Linked DNA regions of Sus scrofa: region 1 is linked to region 2. Evidence: chromatin contacts called from public promoter capture Hi-C data. All regions are on one chromosome and are shown on one strand. The core of a region is the stretch at or near the end of the contact, and the rest is flanking DNA. Distances in the headings are between cores, read along the strand shown. Region 1 holds the start of NETO2 (neuropilin and tolloid-like protein 2). Region 2 holds the start of PHKB (phosphorylase b kinase regulatory subunit beta).

Region 1 (4,430 bases), core at 1,228-3,727, 250 kb after region 2:
GGAGTTCCCGTCTTGGCTCAGTGGTTAACGAACTGAGCCAACCATGAGGTTGGGGGTTCTATCCCTGACTTTGCTCAGTGGGTTAAGCTTCTGGCATTGCCGTGAGCTGTGGTGTAGGTCACAGACGCTTCTCGGATCCTGCATTCCTGTGGCTCTGGTGTAGGCAGGCAGCTACAGCTCCAATTAGACCCCTAGCCTGGGAACCTCCATATGCCATGGGAGCGGCCCAAGAAATGGCAAAAAGACCAAAAAAAAAAAAAAAAAGAATTACTAATTATCTTTCCCCTTTTATTACAGCTTCAACTCAACTGCCAGATTAATCTTTCTGGAACTCCTCTGCTCCACTATTAAAAACTGCCTTTGGCCTCCTGAGTCAAGCACAAACTCCTCCACCTAGCATTCAAGCAAGAACCTCCATAATCAAAGCCCACCATATTCAGCTCTGTCTTCACTACCAGACACAACCCTTGCCCCAAATGTGATGCTCACCCCTGCTCCTTGCTCGACATGTAAGCTCTTCTGCCCTCTCTCCTCTCCACCGGCATCCACAACCTTTTCATTCTTTGCGTGTCACCTCCTTCATGAAGCATTCTCTGATGACATCATACACACATGGATTCTTCCTGCAGTCAACAACTAACTATGCATTGAGAGCCATTACTCCAGAAACTGAGAGGGCTCCTTCTTCCCAATCCTTTTTGTCCATCATTGTCTGTGACTTATATTTATAACACTCTTATTACTGTCTAGACTCCCAATATGTCACTTTATTATATTTGTGGAAAAGGTTCTTAAATGTTCTATTTACAGGTTGGTTCCCGTGTGCAACCTCCTATGTACTTAACTGTAGGTGATTTGTCCCTAGGAAGCCACAGACACACCTTATATACCTTCCACAGCACATGGCAAAGGGCTAAATACCTTGACATTCTTGATATTAAATGTGTTTTCATTTGTAAACTTGTTAATAACTTACTTTCGGAGGGAGAGAAGGAAAGAGAGATATTTTCAGTTGCTGCAATTGCCCTTAAATTGTCCTTTAACTTGTTAGACTAATATTTATGGAATTCCTACTGTATGTCAGATACAGGCATAAATATTCTAGTAGATAGGACCTTAATCAAGGGTGTTTCCCCAGCACCCATCACCATTTTCCACACACAACTGACAGTCCATAAATATGTGTTAAAGGAATATATTAATATGGCCTCCTTGCCCTCAAGCACCTTACAGTTTAATGGGGGGGGGGGTTGAATGAGATACAAACGATGAACAAGTAAACAAGTAGATGGGCAAGGTAATCACTATGGAGAAAATAAAACAGGAGAATCAATAGCACATTCTATGCAGTGGTTTGCAGGTTTGGAGGGGGTTTGTTTGTTTGTTTCGTATTTTGGTCTTTTCTAGGGCCGCATCCGCGGCTCATGGAGGTTCCCAGGCGAGGGGTCTAATTGGAGCTGTAGCCACAGGCCTAGGCCTGAGCGGGATCCGAGCCACGTCTGCGACCTACACCACAACTCACGGCAACGCCAGAGCCTTAACCCACTGAGCAAGGCCAGGGATTAGAACCTGCAACCTCATGGTTCCTAGTCGGATTGTTAACCACTGCGCCAAGATGGGAACTCCAGATTTGGGGGGTTTATTAGCAGAGTCAAGCGATCACATCACCATCGTTTAGGGGTAAGGAGGGCAGCCTCTGGAGGCAGATTTCCTAGGTTCACCACCTCACCTCCCTCACTTGCTGTGTGGCTCTCGACAAATTACTTAACCTTCCTGGCCTCCTTTTTCCCATTCTCTAATAGTACCTATCCCACAGCAGGTGAATCGAGGACTGCAGAGTTGACATGTGAAGTGTTTGCTACTGTGCCTCGCAATCTGGACAGCGGTCGGTCGTATGAGTCATCGTTACCGTCGGTCAGGTCAACTCACCTCGCGCTACAGGCAGGCGAGAACCTCAGCCCCGCTCTGTCCTGAAGCCCCCAGATCCGCATTCCCCCGCCGAGGAGGTAGTGGAGCTGGCCTGAGCCGGGCAGTGTTCTGACCTTGAATTGAGGTCCTAGGAGAGAGGTCGAGAGGTCGGTGCCCCCTTTCCGTCTGCGAAGGCAGACGGAGGCGGGCAGACGGACCTGGGCTGCAGAGCGGAGCTGGGGGCGGATCTCCGCCCCTCCCTCCGGTCAGAGGGCTCGAGGACTCGGACTCATTCACCGGGCAGCGGCCGGGGGCGGGCCGGTCTCACGCTCGGAGCTGGCCTTTCCGGGGCGGACGGACAGCACCGCCGGGACCTCCTCGCCCCGCCCCCAGCCCAACGGTAGCCGGAGGGACGCACCGCCCACCCAGGGTGCGAGGCCGCGGGCGGGCTCGCCAGGCGATTGGCCGGGAGGGGTGCGAGGGGCACACGGGCGGGGCGGGGGGCGGGCACTTGCGCGCAGGCGGCGCGGCCGGCACGCGGCGCTCGAGCTCCCTGCTTAAATGAGCCTGGGCTCCCCGCGCCCGCCACTTCAGCGGGGCCAGCGCCGCGGCTGTGAGCGGAGCGCTCTGCGCCGCTCCGGTCCTTGGCGTCCGCGCGCCTCAGCTCCGGGGTGGTCGATGGGACGGAGCGCCGCGGAGCAGGAGGCGGCGTCCGTCGGGGAGCTGGGGCAGCGCGGGAGCCCGCCGCGGGACTCCGGCATGGCGGGCCGCAGGACCTGAGCCCTGCCCCCGCGGGGAGCAGCCTGGTGGAGGGCGATGGGGACGGAGCGGAGCTGCCGCCGCGCCGGGCCGTGAGCGCCGCGCCTCCGCCACCGCCTCCACCTTCTCGCTGCCGCCTCGGCCCCTCGCGAAGCGCCGGGCCGCTGGGGAACATGGCCCTGGAGCAGCTCTGCTCGGTCCTCAAAGGTAAGCGCCGGGGGCCGCGGACGGCGCCCCCTGCGGGCGAGGCCGGCGTCTTCGCGTCCCTGCCCGGTGCCGGGCGCCCGACGCGCCCCTTTGTCTGGCGCGAGCGGACCGCGGAGCCCACTCCCGCCGGGCTCGACTCGCTCCCCGAGCGCTTCTCTCCAGCCTTCTGCGTGCTTAGCAGGCTGTGGCGGGGGAACCGGGGAGCGCATCGGGACCCGGCGGCCCGGCGGGCCCTCCGAGCTGTGCCTTCGCGCCTCTTCCTCGGAATTCCGCGCATCGCTTTGCAAAGTTGTGGGGTTCCTGAGAGTGGAGCGAAGGCCGATCTTTTTGAGCATTAAGAACAGAAAGTCATTCCGAGCAAACAATAAAAACCCCAGCTGAGGTGTCGAGGAGCAGTTCTCGAAAAGCCCCTCGGTGGCGGCTAGTGGAACGGCCTGCCCGCGGGCCGGGTCCCACCTGCTGCGGCCGCGGAGGCTGCGGCACCACTGCGGGCGCCGATATCGGCCCGGCCAGTTGCCGCTGCTCCGGCTGCGCCCAGGCGCTTCCTGGGACCTCAGGATACCCTGCGCCGGTGCCTGGTTCTTTGTGATTTGTTGTACTGAGAATTAAAACAGTCCGCTTGCCAAACACAAAGCGCTAAGACCTACTAGAGCTGCTTTGCATTTTCCAGGAGGTGTTATTTTAGATTAAAATTTATATATATGGGTAATTAAGACTGATTCAAAGTTGCTTCTGAAAATTGGACTGAGTAAATCCTTTTTTTGGTCCTCGGAGGAAAATACCACCAATAAAGGGCTTCCCTTTTCCCCTGATGGCTTGAAAACTGAATAGCTGTGTATTTGTAATGTTATGAAATATTTCCTTTTTTAAGATATTGGGTAAGGAGTTAAGGTATTGATTATAGTGTCATATATCGCTTTTCATTGTCTCTTGATGTTCGTACAGAGCAAAATCTTGGTGTTTTTTTCCACTCCATATCAACACTTTTTTCAAATTTGTTTTACTGGAAAATTCAGTGTAATTTTGCCTTTAATTTTAATTGCACAAATTATCTACTCTCCAGGTGCTCCTAAATTCATAACTGAGATTTCAGCAGTTTGTTTACCCACTGTATACTTACATGTACAGTTTGTATTAAGGTAACGTAGGACTTTTCTATCTAGTGATTGTTTCCCCGAATTCCCATAAATTCTTGATGATTTCTTTATTATATTAAAATTTAAAACTCTGAAATCCATTTCTGTAGTCTTTGCTATCTGTAACTCCAAATTTATATCTCCGTTCCTTGGAAATTAAGATTTTTGTTTTACTTTTTTTTCAAAATAAATCGTACGCACGGTAGCGGTCTGATAGTGCTTATCTGAATTGACTTCGTTGTTCTGATTGCCTTAGGATGTTCAGTATCATAATGGCATTCCATCTGAGTAGCCCCCTCTGGGGAGAAATCACGTAGCTCTATTATACAGCTTTACCTGCAGAACTTGACGAAACTGAGCTGGATAGGACAGAATCTCTGATACTCCTGGAATGGTGAAGGGTTTTGCAGCTTTTCTGCC
Region 2 (4,145 bases), core at 1,315-3,814:
GTTGGCCATTTCAAATTGTTGACTCTAATCATAAGCGTCGCAGGCTAAACTATAGCAATTTTCAAAACTGTTTAGTGAAGGTTAGAAGCAATCAGCGTTAGATTAATTGAAAGCAGTGTGAGCAGTAATTAACACGATGCAGTGTGCAACACAGGCAATAATTGAGGTTCATTATAATTTTATTTTCTCTTTTATGACTTGAAATTTGATTTTCTTTGCTTTGATAAATTACATTTGCTTATATGGATGAGGCAGGAAATATATAACAGCCACTTATTAAACATTACCTAAGACTTGTATCATCTAGTGAGCAGTAAAGTGATTATGCTACTATGTAACAATGCTCAGAACTTTGCAGTGGCCCCTCTATATCAGGGTTAGGTTAATCCAAGTTTCAAACAAAACTCAGTCTATACATTCCTCTAAAAGTAACAAACAGAATCAAGGTGATTGCTTTTAATGACACAGGAAGTAGATTCACTCAAAAAACTTTCCTTCACAATTATCAGAAGAATCTGAAACCTCAACTAATTTGGAGGGATGACTACAAATGGTATCTCTTTTACGGTTACAATAGAGACATAAACCAACAGCCAACATTTATACAAGGTACGCAACTACTTTGTACATGAAACTGGTTTTAAGTGGCTGCATTCAACAACAGTAAAATAAAATTTGAAGTTTTCCTCAGTAAAGAAAGAGAAGGTAGGTTTTCAAAGCTTACTGTTATGACATGCAGTTCTGAGGAAATTAAAAGACTGGAGAAGAAAATAAGCCCTATAGGTTTATTAAAGGAAAAGAGAAATGCTGTAAAATTATACGATGAGGGTAGAGCTCAGTTTCCTGTAAGAAAAGTCCAGTTACTCTTTGACCAGATATTATCAACCCAATAACACTTTTTGTAGCTTAGAAAGACTCATTGTTAGTGGTCAACTCAATACTTTAATATGACATGAAAAGCCTGAGAAAAATGTGAAACAAAAATAAATGTGACTATATGGAATGGTTGGCCAACAGGGACCTGCTATATAGCACCGGGAACTCTATCCAATATTCTGTGATAGTCTATATGGGAAAAGACTGAAAAAGAATGGATGTGTGTACATGTACAACTGAGTCGCTTTGTTGTGCAACAGAAATTATCACAACATTGTAAATCAACTATACTTAAAAACATTAAAAAATGAAAAAAAAAAATGTGACTATTCCCAGTAACTGTACTGACCCTAAAATGTATTAAGGACTCATTTTTGAAAAATTCGTATTTTAGTGGTAGTTTTCCTTGAACCCTAAGTAAATAAGAGCAGAAATTTTTTTAAGGTTTAAAAAAACAGAATGAAATAAGCAACAAAGATTGGGTGCATTTCTCCTGTCAGGTTTATGAAATTAGATACTTTCGTCAAAACAACAATAACGACAACAGCGTGTTCAACAGATAATTAAGAATTCTCTTAATACCAATGAAAATGCAAAGTTTTCCTAGAGCTATGCTTTTCATTGTTCTTAGATGATCAACTTTGACATTAGCATCTCCCAGCACTAACTTACATAGTAACATCAATCCCTTAAAAGGGAAGATTCTTAGTTGAAGTTTTGTTAGTCCACCATGTTTCCTGTTTATAGGGATACTTTTAGCTCAAGATTACATCTAGCCAACCAGGAATAAGGGAAGTTTCAACCCTGGCTCTTAGACTGAGTTATCAGCCACAAGTGCTAACTTCGAGGTTGTGACTCTGCAATTTGAACAAGTCAGCTCAGGACACTTGAACAGTTATAACTGCTTGCACAGCGTGTTCTGACCTAGGTGGCCTCGCATTTAGGAGCCACAACTGGGAACTATGCGTCCTGCGGCCACTTGCCCAGGGAAGAGGTCTACTTCCTTCTGAGACTTAGCTATGCTCAACCTGACCCACTTCAAGGCCTGAGGCCCTGCCCCCCTCGATTTCTTCCACAAAGATAACTGGCTAGAGATCAGAACTTGTAATATGAAATGGACATATGAAATAAGGCAAAGAGTAGCCGCCGGTTTTCCAGGACGCGATTATAGCCGTATCTAAGAATGAAGCTAGCTGACTTGCAGGGAAGAACACACGCAGGGAGGACACTCTCAGGAATGTGGCGGCCTCCTGATTTCTAAGTAAGAAGACTCCAGGCAAAGTCAGCACAACACCTACTTTTCCAGTGGGAATACACACGCAATAAAGTTGGGGAAGCATAATGGGGTAAGGTGTGCCCACCACCTAATTTCTAGACCTGGGGGAAGACATCAAGAGGAAGGCAGGGACGACTGCCTGTCCTAAGGGGAAGTATTCGGGCACAGGTTCATTCCAGGACCCCTACGTGCCTCCCGCCCAAGGCGCTCGAGGGGGAGCACCACCTACGGTGCGCGTGAAGGGGTGGCGCCCCAGACAGCCAAACCTGAGCGCTTGGTCCGGGCCCTTCGCTCCAAGACCTTCCAGCTCACTTCGGGCCTGAGCCCCGCCATCGCGATCGGGCCGCTGCTTTGGCCGCCGCCCCCAGGGCCGCTTGTCAGCTCCGCCCGGCCGGCCCCGCCCCCCCGCGCGACACTGTCGGGAGGCGCGCCGGCCGGAAGTGAGCGCGAGGACGAGCTTCGCCCTGGCTCCGCGGCGTCCCGAGCGTCAGAGGGGCAGCCCTAGGGGAGAGTGCGATGGTAGCCGGCCGCAGCCGTACGGACGTCCGGGCTGCGCTGTTTGTCTCTCGGCCGGCAGCACGGTGCTTTCCGGCTGCCGTCAAGCGCGGCAGTGGGCTGGAGGGCGGGGGCCGAGGGGCTGCCATGGCGGCGGCGGGCCGGCTGCCGGGCTCCTGGGTGCTGCTGGCGCCGCTGCTTGGGGGGCTCGCGCTGCTGGGAGTCGGGCCAGTCCCCGCGCGGGCGCTGCACAACGTCACGGCCGAGCTCTTTGGAGCCGAGGCCTGGGGCACCGTGGCGGCCTTCGGAGACCTCAACTCTGACAAGCAGACGGACCTCTTCGTGCTGCGGGAAAGTCAGTGCTTGCCCGGCCCTCCCTCTGTCCGCGTACTCCTCCTGGTGTTCCCCACACCCCTTGCCCGGATGGCCAGTCCTCCTGCATTTCCCGGACCTTCTCTCCCAGCCCTCTCTGACTTTATTTCCAGCATCGTTGATAGCTTGCGGGTTTTCTACATCTTATTCAAACCCAGATCCCGACCCTAACACTCCACAGTTTGATCCACTCCCACCAGCCTTAGAAACACGGCAGTCTTGTTTTGTTTTCTTTCCCTGATAGGACCCAGCCTTCACTCGTCCATCCGCGTTTTCCTTACGGAATCACCTGCCTTCCAAAGGCCTTCCTGATTCCCAGCAATCTTTGTAGCTTGCCTCTAAGTTCCTTCCCAAGGCCCCGTCATTCCTATCTGCTTTACTTCCTCCAGCCTCCCTTCCCCTTTGATCAGCTGCAGAAGGTGCAACTTGACAGTTTCCTCCAATAGAGGACTCCTCCTTGCCCCCTAATAAATCCAGTGTCTTATTGGAAAAGGATTTTTAAACTGCAGGGTTCTCCCTTTTGTGTGCATAAGATTTCCTTGCTTTGGCCACCACCCTAGACTCCAAATCTCTTCTTTCTTCAGCTCGAGGTTCATGGGAGTTCTTTAACATCACTAAACAAACTTTTGTAAATCTTGATGCTTAGGGCATTAGAGGCTGTGAAAGAAGGCAGTGAAGCCCTTATACAGAGTTTGATGGGGTGTCGGCCCAAATCTTTGGGGGCCCTTGCCAGGGCCCCAGAGCCTCTTGTGGACCCTGAATGTTTTCCATATCTTTGTATAGCTCCATGTACTGCAAGAAGAGTGCCTTCCGCCTAACCTTTAGCTATTCCATCCTAACTGCATACGGGGACTCTCCCCTTTAAATATGCCCTGTGTTTTGAATAAACTGTCTCGAAAGTCTGATCCAATGAGTGCACTTTGAGCTCCAAAAATGCATCAACCTGGGGGATGGTTCTACAGGAGACACAAAAAAACAGTCTTTGATTCAAGTTTTTCTGCTTAAATACAAAGTCACTTCCTCGTTACTACTCAGATACCTACATACGATAGGAGGTCTTATGTCCTTGATGTGATGCATCCATATGATGAAGTAAATACCCTTGTAAGGAGGCTGAGGTGTTGGG

The links. Promoter capture Hi-C pulls out the DNA fragments that hold promoters and counts their contacts.
Region 1: a contact with region 2 is called in a promoter capture Hi-C map of fetal liver, with 2.9 times the contacts expected there. The contact joins the promoter of NETO2 here to the promoter of PHKB in region 2. A contact is called at or near these places in 2 of 5 promoter capture datasets (fetal liver and liver), 1 of 47 Hi-C or Micro-C datasets (embryonic fibroblasts) and 2 of 2 datasets of contacts at active chromatin or transcription factors (alveolar macrophages and skeletal muscle).

Annotation. Positions count from the first base shown.
Region 1 is chr6:37,441,058-37,445,487 of Sscrofa11.1, forward strand. It overlaps NETO2 (neuropilin and tolloid-like protein 2), which reads left to right and starts at 2,478. Exons shown (of 10, transcript XM_021094240.1): 1 at 2,478-2,874. The coding sequence starts at 2,841.
Region 2 is chr6:37,191,066-37,195,210 of Sscrofa11.1, forward strand. PHKB (phosphorylase b kinase regulatory subunit beta) reads right to left here and starts at 2,565. Exons shown (of 32, transcript XM_021094236.1): 1 at 2,419-2,565; 2 at 1-67. The coding sequence starts at 9. ITFG1 (T-cell immunomodulatory protein) reads left to right here and starts at 2,567. Exons shown (of 18, transcript XM_021094239.1): 1 at 2,567-3,002. The coding sequence starts at 2,669.